Linked DNA regions of Sus scrofa: region 2 is linked to region 1. Evidence: chromatin contacts called from public promoter capture Hi-C data. All regions are on one chromosome and are shown on one strand. The core of a region is the stretch at or near the end of the contact, and the rest is flanking DNA. Distances in the headings are between cores, read along the strand shown.

Region 1 (4,712 bases), core at 848-3,347:
GTACTGAGATTTTAAAAAATTGTCTAAAGCTGGTCAAAGTTAGTGATGGCTGGAAGGGATAGCTACCCAGACTAGGGATCCAGTGGCCTTTATTCTGCAATAACTTATGGGATTATTTGTTTTTAGCTGCGTGGCTTTGCACAAGATATTTCTTTTTTCCTTAAATTTCTCCCCTCTCAGGTCGGAATACAAAGTGGTTGTTTTCATCCTCCCCAAGGTATTTGAGGGCCAAATGAGGTGAAGGACATGTTACATTAGATCTTTGAAATTAAAAACAAAAAATTAGAGCGCCATATAAATATAACCAAAAGCATGGATTTTATCAGGGAACTGGCTCTCCCCAACTTTTAAAGCATTGAATGATATAGATGGTGCTTCTTTGGGATCCCTTTGTGCTTAATACAGAGCTAGAAACAAGGCTGAGGCTATGGTGAGGTAGGTGAGGCTAATGAAGGCACTTGCCTTACTAAAGGCACAAAAAGTTAATGGGATGCCAGAAAACTCAGCAAGATAAACAATAATTTGATTAAAAAATAAGAATTAATACAAAAATCCACGTTTTTTAAAATAAAGACAAGATCAGTAATGGTGCTGTGCAGCCATATTAGAGCCTAAGGCAAAAGACAAACCAGTAATAATGGGTTTCTCTGATCCTCTTTTTTTTTTTTTTTGTCTTTTTCAGGGATGCACCCTCAACATATGGAGGTTCCCAGGCTAGGGGTTGAATGGGAGCTGGAGTCGTTGGCCTATGCCACAGCGGCACCAGATCTGAGCCATGTCTTTGACCTATACCACAGCTCATGGCAATGCCAGATGCTTAACCCGCTGAGTGAGGCCAGGGATGGAAGCTGTATCCTCATGGATACTAGTCAGAATTGTTTCTGCTGAGCAACGATGGGAACTCCATCAGGTCCTCTTTTGTAGGCATGTAGTTGCCTGAGAAAGAACTTGAGGACTTGGATACTGTAAACGTAGAAATATTTTAAAGTGAACTTCTAGTTAGTTCATCCTAACAGCATCTATAGTAGCCTATATTCTGGAAATATGGATTCAGCCTGTAAACAATACCGTTGGCACTTGGTTTTGTATGTCCCCAAGCCCTAACTAAAGCTTGGAAAGCCACTATGGCAGATAAAATGATACAAGTGTTGACTGGTTCAAAGACACTTTGACCAGAGAAGAGAGGATTGGAGTTCCCGTCATAGTGCAGTGGAAACGAATCCGACTAGGAACCATAAGGTTGAGGGTTCGATCCCTGGCCTTGCCTAATGGGTTAAGCATCTGGCGTTGCCATGAGCTGTAGTGTGGGCTGATGAAGCGGCTCGGATACTGCGTTGCTGAGGCTGTGGTATAGGCCAGGCAGCTGTAGTTCCGATTCGACCCCTAGCCTGGGAACCCCCATATGCCAAGGCTGTGGCCCTAAAACGCAAAAAAAAAGGGGGGGGTAGAATTATTGCCTCTTGCAAACCTCTAGCTCTCTAATCAGACAGGTTAATAACTCCAAGAAGCAACTGATTTCTGCTTAACAAAAGGTTCTGTGTCTTGGGGCGAGTTAATTGTATGCTCTGGACGTTTTCAATTTCCTCTTGAATAAACAGTCTTTTCCTTCCTTCAAATATCTGTTGAGTGTCTGCTTGTGCAAGACACTGCATTAGGTGCTGAGCATAGGTTGATGAACAAAACTAAGGCGCGAGGGACAGATAATAGAGTCAATAAATAGATGAACTGGCAGCTTCAGCTTGTGTTAAAGCTATGAAGAAATCGAAACAAGACGCTCTAAAGGAGATGGAGTAGGGGAATGGCATGATCTGAAACACTGATTCCAAGTATAAAATGATCTCTTGGGATGCCAAGGGAGAAGCCGGGAGGGCCCTGGAGTTGCAGTCATTCGGGCCGGAAAAAGGGACTGGATCACGGCGGTAACAGTGGAATCAGACGCTGACCCTGAGCTCAGCAGGAGCAGAGTTAAAAGGTGTGTTTCCCTTTAACAGTCCAGGCCTCAGGGGCGGGGCAGAGGGCGGCACAAGCTAACAGAGGGAGGGAGGTCCCACGCAGGAAGAGCCGTCCTTAGGAGTGCGCGCCCGCGCGCGCGCGGTGCGAAGGCGGGACTTGGGCGAGCCCGCATGGCTGGCCCGGGCCCGGATGAGGAAGTGCGGGGGGACCATAGAGACGAAGAGGCGGCGGCGGCCGGAGCGCCTCCGGGCTCGCGGGGCTCCGCAGGCTCAGTTAGACTTGGAGGCGTCGGGGCTGCGGCTGCAGAGGCTGGGCTGGCGGGGCGAGCGCGGGCCGCGGAGCAGGCCTCAGGGTAAGAAGCTGGGGAAGCGAAGGCTTCGGGCATATCCGCCCCGCCCCACTCCAGCTTGAGTCGACCCTCCGCCGGGCGGTGCAGGCTGAAGGGAGCCCGGGCCCCCCGCCTTCTCAGGGCGCTGAAGGGAACGCAGCTGTGCTGAGGACGCGGAGCGACCCGGGGAGAGGGAGGAGACCGGGCCCCGCGTTGCGAGAGGAAAACGGCTTCTCTGAGTCATGGCTCCGCGGGGAATGAGAGACTCCTGTTCGACCTCGATATGGCGAGGGACCCCCCAACTTCTCTCCTCCGGGAGGGCGACGCCCCTTGTCGTGGGCAAACGTGCTTCTCCTGCTCCAGTGCGCTTGTCAGCAAAGGGGGATCCGCTCCCGTGTGCGAGAGGGCGATTCCTAACTTATTTTAGGGGGGTGGGGTGGGGATCTCTCTTTTGGTCAGCGACTCCCAGGTGAGGAGACTCAACTTGCCTAAAAGTGACAGAAGGTTTTTTTTTTTACCCCCTGTAAGAGGGTGACCTACCTTTCCTCCTTATTTTTCGCCTTTACCCCGAGATACAGAGAAGACGACCCTGAATTTACTTTGTGGTGGTGGAAGTCAGCCTTTCTCCCCTCCCCCAGTCCCATCCACAGAGGGAGCCTCGCTTCTCTGCTCCCGAGTCTCTTGGTGTGTCTTGAGCTCTCTTCCCTTGCACAATGAAGAGCCCTGCGTTTGGAGTGTGATGGATGCCAGCCTGTGTCTCCCAGTTCCCATCTTTGTGACCTTGACTAATTGCTTCACCTTTTCTCAGTCACCCCATCTCTAATTTGGGTACTCTTTTCCGAGAATTGTCCTAATGGCTAAAGGAAATTTTGTGTGAGTGTGCTTAGTACGTTGTAACTTTTTGGCACATTGTTGCTATTACTGTTACTTATTTGTTTTTTAAAAAAGGTAACTAGTATCTTCCACAGAGAAACATTTTTCCATGCAGGCTCCTTCTATTCCCCTCCCCTCGCCCCCCGCCATCACTTTCTCTCAAGAGAGAAGGCTTTTCACCTGGGGCAGAGAAAGAGGCACTCCTTCTCTCTTACCTACCTTATTTCCCAAATTAACAAAGAAGGTCTCAATTAGAATAATGGCGGTGGCGGTGGGGAGAGGAGAATGTTTTTGGAAGCAGGTCTGTACTCCTAGAGGGAGATCTGTTACCAGAAGCCAGCCTTTCCTTTGTCCACAGAAACTACCATTCTTCGCTACTGGTCGGAGATGCCCTCTCTGTCTCCCTACTTGTTCTAGCAACAAAATAGCTTCCTTCTATCTCATCTGCACGGCCCCCTCTTCCAAAGACTCATCTTCCAACTACTTTCTCTTGCTTTCCCAGGAAAAATAAGACTCTATACCTTTGAGGGGAGGACTCTTTCCTGCTGTATATTTAGAGTGGCACAGATGGTTTCTTTTCTCCCCTTCTTTTGAAAAAGGAATGAAAATCTTTTATGCAGTCTTTGTCAGTAGAAGTCAGGAGCATTTTCACTGTTTCACTCCCCATGTGGAGACAGAGGGATCCTTTCCCTGCATGCTAATAAAGGGAAGAACAGGGAAGCAGTGCTTAGTGTTGTCGAGATTTCCTGTGGACTCCGTGTGGGAGAGCTGGGCCCTGTGTAGGATACCGATGTCCCTGCCCCACTTTCAGTTTGTCTAGAAATCTTGTTAAAAGAGTCTTCTTTCTCTGCTCAAGAAGAGGCCCCCTTCTCCGAATTCCCTCAGGGAGGGATTGGCTACAGTGTCCGAATCTTTGCAAAAGAAAGCCCCTTTCTCAAGGTGAAAGGAGTGTGAACTTCTGAAGGCCTGACCATTATTGTGAGTATTGTCCCTTGACACAAGTGGGGCAGTGCCTGGTGTTGTTATGCTGCCTTTCATTAAGAGCAGCCCCTTAGCTTTGGAATTAAAGGGAAGGGAGACCTCCACACTTGGGATTATTGAGGCATATGGTTTTTTGTTCTGCTGATTTCTTTGATTTTTTTTTCTTTTTTTGCTTACTGCTGTAAACTTTGTACTCTCAGAACTTGGGGGGTTCAGAGTCTTGGGGAGTGTTAAATTGACTAAAGTAGAAGTTGCCCCTTTGTCAGGTTTTTAGTATTAGAAAATGTATTATAATGAGGCTGAAAGCTGCAATGTTAATCTTTCACTGGTAGTTTCCCCCACCCTCCTCTTGGCTTTTGTTATTCACTGGGATAGGAATTAACACTTCCAAATTGCCCCAAGACACACTAAAGAATAGCTTTCTATCCTTTTCGTATTTAAAGTGTTCTTAAATTACCTCATTTGCCCCTGAGTACTTGCGGTGGGGATTAGTCTGAGCTCTGTGCTGCTGTTGGTGTTAGTAGGTGTGTTTTGCTGAAACAAAGTGAAGTAGGAAAGTTATTTAGACTCTGGGGAT
Region 2 (4,712 bases), core at 1,299-3,798, 790 kb before region 1:
CTGCAGATGGAATGGGCAACTTAGATGTGCCTAAAACAAACAGGACGCAAGGCCCATCGCAAAGAGGCCGCTCCACAGAGCCAAAAATAGTCTCGCTGGGTTTCAAGAGGATTCTGGTGAAGGAAGCATATACACCACCATCAGCAAAAAAAGAAAAATCAATGGAGCAGAGAACCAGATCAGCCCAACAGGGACCAAGACTCCAGAGATTCCCGCTGGCCTCACCCACGCCCCCATCCCCCTCTTTACTTCAACCACAAACTGGACCTGGATCTCAAAACCCAGTCCCATTGCCCCCAAGCCTCAGAGTATTTGTACACAGATGTTATACACACGATCCCATAGGTTGAATCTTAGAGCCAGGAATCAGACCATGGACTGGGAGCCCAAAATAAGTGCCAGTAAGCAGAAGTCCTTGGGAAGACTAGAAAGCAAGGATCCGAAAATGGAGCTGGGGTGAGACATACAGGGGTGAGTAATGATGGGTGATCAGGACGGGTGTGGCTCTGCTCCAGCCCCGGATAAAATCTTCACCCCGTGGATCCTCAGTGGCCCACTGAGTCAGAACTGCCTGTCGCCTCACTTCCTCCTAATGCATATTTTCACCTGCACTGACTTGTGCAGGAGCTGCGAACCGACACTCCTATGGCCTGGGAGCAACTGGAACATCTTTGGTTCCCCAAACGTGTCACATAACTAACTCTCCCAGGACAGGTGGCAGGGACTGCCCAAGACACAGCTCAATCCCAGCTAAAAGCATCCATCCAGGCGGCAGAGGTGACCCTCTCTGTATACCATCTCTGTGCGCCAGTGGTGGGATCAGAGGACAAGGAGGTGACGGCCCAGAGCATCCTGGTCCTGACCCACAGAGAGTATGGTCGTGAGAAGCACAGGGCTCCAGAACCAAAGACAGGAGCCATCTACCATCCCCAGCACCACTCCTCCCACACTGGGAATCTGCAATCAGGAAGAGGGTGGGATGGAGTTTGTTCAGGCACAGGATCAGTGTGAATGCTTCCAGTCCACAACAGCATCTGAAAATCACTCCCCCAAGTATCTACCTGTTCCTCCCCGGATTCCCAAGCACTCAATGATTTCCAGCCAGGGGCAGGTGTGTCCACCAAGGTGGTGGAGGTACCCACCTGCGTCTCCGTGGAAGGCGCTGTCCTGAGGCAGCCTGCCGGACAAGTTGTCCCCATCGCTGGGCCAGATCTGTCCCGTCTTGCGGACACCTACAATGGTGGCCTCCGACACAACCACCTGGCCCTGCCGGTGCCGCTTCTGGCACTGGGGCGTAGGGGGGCTGCTGCTGTCAAAGGATTGTTGAGAGTTCTGCGAGGGCGAGCGGCTCTTGTCCCGGAACATGCGGTAGGTGGTGGGGCTCGGGGACACGCGGCTGGACTGGCCGGAGGAGAAGTCCTCCTCGCTGGAGGTAAGGTTCTCGTTGGAGCTGCAGTCTGGGGTGTAGCCGCCTCCGCTGTCCTCAAAGCTCCGAGGGGAGTAGGATCTGCGGGGCCAGGTAAGGCGCTTCTCCTGCTCCGAGGTGCTCTGGCTGCGCTGGAGCGGGCCCTTGCCCTCCCCTTCCACCATCATGCCCCCGACGTAGATGCTCTGGTAGGGCTGGTACTCCAGGGGCGGCCAGGGGGGCCTGCCGCCGCCATTGGCATTGATCAGGTTGTCCTTTAGGAAGCGTGGGTTCAACTCAGCGTCCTCGTAGTCGCCATCGAGGCCGCAACCGCTCTCAGAGGTGCGTCCACGGTAGGAGGGCCTGGACACGTCCACTGGGCCGGACCCGGCGCTCTGCTGGGACTTCTTGCGCTCCATTTGCATGGCCTGGCTGCCCAGGGAGCTGATATGGTCCGACACGTCTTTGTCGTTGACCTTCACCAGGCCGCGCTCGTGGTGGAACTCGACGTTCACGTAGAAGGGTTTCTCGGTGTCTGCCGCAGTAGGCTGGCTGGGGCCCTTGCGGATCCTCTCGAAGTTGGAGCGCAGCGCCGCCACGCTGGTGGGGGGCCCGCGGTCGTCGCGGTCCGCGGGAGCGGCGGCCCCAGGCCTGCGCGTAGCCGCCGGCCTGGCCTTGCCCGGGGAGCCCTCCCCGTCGGGCCGCGCCTCGGGCTCATCCACTGGAGGAGGGTCGGCGCCGTCGGCGGGCGCAGGCGGGAGGCGCGGCGCGCGGGGCTCCGCGGCGCCGTCGGGGGGCTGCGCGGCGCGCCGGAAGCCCCAGCGCTGTCGGTCATAGCTCTTCTTCTCCTTGGCCAACAGCGTCTGCAGGTAGATCATGCGGAAGCGCTCCTGGTTCACCTCCTGCTCCAGGCGCCGGATGGAGGCCTTGCAGCGCTCCAGCTCCTGCTCGATGTCTCCCACTGAGCGCAGCTCCATGCGCGGCGGCTCCGAGTCCGGGAACTGCGCCTTCCACGCCTCGGCGAAGCCCACCGGGTCCACCATGGCGCTGCCGGCCTCACCTGCGCTAGCCGGCTGCGCGCGGGGCCCGGCTTAGCGGCGACGCGGCGGCCTCGCCAGGCCCGGCCCGGAGAGCCGGGTGGCCCCCATTCCCCCGGCGGGGCGGCGGCAGCAGCGGGGGGTGAACAATGCCCGCCCCCTCCGGGGCGGCAGGTGAAGCTGCGGCCCGGCTCCCCCGGCGTGGGGCGGGGCGCGGGGCGGGCGCGGCGCGCGCGCGCGCGGGGCGGGGGAAGGGCGCGGGGCTGCGCGCGCTGCTATTGTGTGCGGGGCTCCCAGCGCGCGGGGCGGGCACTGCCTCCGCTCCGCCGGGGCCGCTAGCCCATGGCCGCTGCTCGCGCGCTGCTCCTCGGGTTCCCGCGCCGCGCCCGGCCACCCCCTCCCCGCGTTGCGCTCTGCCCGCCGGCTCTCGCCGCACTCGCGCCCGGCCCGCACTCGCCGCCGCAGGAAGGGGAGGGCCGGGGGGCGGTGGCCGCGGCGCGGCGGACGGAGCGGGAGGGCCTCTTAAAGGGGCCGCTCCCCCACCCAGTTGCGGCACTGCCGGCGTTCCCGCGCTTGGGGAAACTGAGGCCTGGACAGCGAGTTCTGCCTTCCTGGGACAGGAATCCCGGGTCTTCATTGCTACCCAGCCCGCCGACCCCTCGCTGGCGTCAGGGCTGAGCGCGCCCCCAGCGGGGCCCTGCCCAGTGCGGAGCCAGCGGTGCCAACGGGTTGGTTGATGAAGCAACATCTGCCACACAGGATTGTCACAGAGATAATCAATAGGGATTTCTCCCTGAGGCCACCTAACACCCAGGTCTCCCTTCCTGCGGGCCTAAGCTGGGAGTTCCTCCCAGGGATGCCTGACTTAGAATTTATCTGTGTAATCTGCCTCTAAGGGGGTCGAAAGGGGCTGGGCGAAAGATAGGATACCCCAAGTGGGTAGTGAAACAAAATCTTTTCTCATCCCCCAGGGAAGCCCAGCGATCCTAGACACAAAGCAAGAAGGGTCACTGGAGGGAATTTGGGGGGTGCAAAATGAAAATACCCCTATCAGCTGGCAGGGTGAGGGGAAAAGGAAATAGGATTTGATTTGTCAACCAGAGAACCAGGCTTGAGTCCTGCCCCTCCTCCCACCCCACGTCTCTGTTTCCTGGGCGTTGCCAGGAGCCCCCTGTTGGAGTCCGTGGGGGACTATTGTCACTGCATGGATGTGAGAGGTTATCTTACCCTCCCCCAGGTTTCAGTGCCACCCAGAACGGATGCCCTGACATCTAATCTAGAGGAACAGAGCCCAGGGCCAGCAGCCAGGCCAGCCTGGCTGGGATTCAGCTCTCTCCCACTCCAGGCTTTGTGACCTTGGCAATTCCCTTTCCCTCTCTGAGCTGAAGTTCTGTCCTCATATGTAAGAGAGGGCCCCTCTTACATGTCATAAGCACTGCATGTAAAGCAGCCAGATGGGACAAACAGATAACACTCTCTGTTCCTTTCATGGCTCTTTAATGTTGATGCCCTGGGAGAGTGGCAGGAAAAGCCCTGGGGCAGGACTTGCTGACAACCCTAGGCTCAGCTCACAGCAGCCCCCTGCAGGCTCTCCACTCTCCTGCTGTACCCCCCCCCCCACCCCCACTCCTCTGCAAGGCTGACAAGGCCCTTGTAAAGCATTTCTGCAGGGGAGGAAATGGGAGCTGATGCCCTGACTCTGGGGCCAGCAAAGCCAGGCTGGAATCCCAGCAGTGTCCATATTCTGAGGACCATTTCTTTAAAACAGCTGTAAAAAAACCCTGACCTCACAAGGCATAACACACAGCAGCTCACCATTGGTATCAGCTACCTTACTGGCAGACTAGAACCCAGGACTCTGGGACCCCATTCCCTGGCCATCAGCAGGGAGAATCCCAAAGCACAAACTGCTTTTTTTCCCTTGTTGACAGGGTCCTTCAGTTTCCAGGGGTAATTGTGGGCTCATCAGGGACATTATCATTAAGCACCTAGGGAAAAAAGGATACTTTGTGGGGAGGGGGGCCTTCCTCTATCAGTGAGCTGTCCCTTCTCTGATTTGCAGGCTCTGTCTCAGCCCACCTTAAATAGTGTACGCACAACAAGCTCACATCAGGAACTCTGACACTGTTGGGTTGAGTTTGCAAACTCTCTTCAGCAGAGCAAGTGCCTTGTTAGGCAGAAGGACACAGTAAGATAGTGGCTATCTCCCCATGGGACAGTTTCTTCTGGCTCCAAGGTCATTCCTCTCATCCTCAGAGCTGTCCCTGAAA

What was found. Promoter capture Hi-C pulls out the DNA fragments that hold promoters and counts their contacts.
Region 2: a promoter capture Hi-C map of liver shows a contact between it and region 1, with 3 times the contacts expected there. The contact joins the promoter of BCR here to the promoter of PRR14L in region 1. A contact is called at or near these places in 1 of 5 promoter capture datasets (liver) and 1 of 47 Hi-C or Micro-C datasets (liver).

Annotation. Positions count from the first base shown.
Region 1 is chr14:48,415,625-48,420,336 of Sscrofa11.1, reverse strand. PRR14L (protein PRR14L) reads left to right here and starts at 2,097. Exons shown (of 8, transcript XM_021073914.1): 1 at 2,097-2,305.
Region 2 is chr14:49,206,498-49,211,209 of Sscrofa11.1, reverse strand. It overlaps BCR (breakpoint cluster region protein), which reads right to left and starts at 2,548. Exons shown (of 23, transcript XM_021074056.1): 1 at 1,143-2,548. The coding sequence starts at 2,448.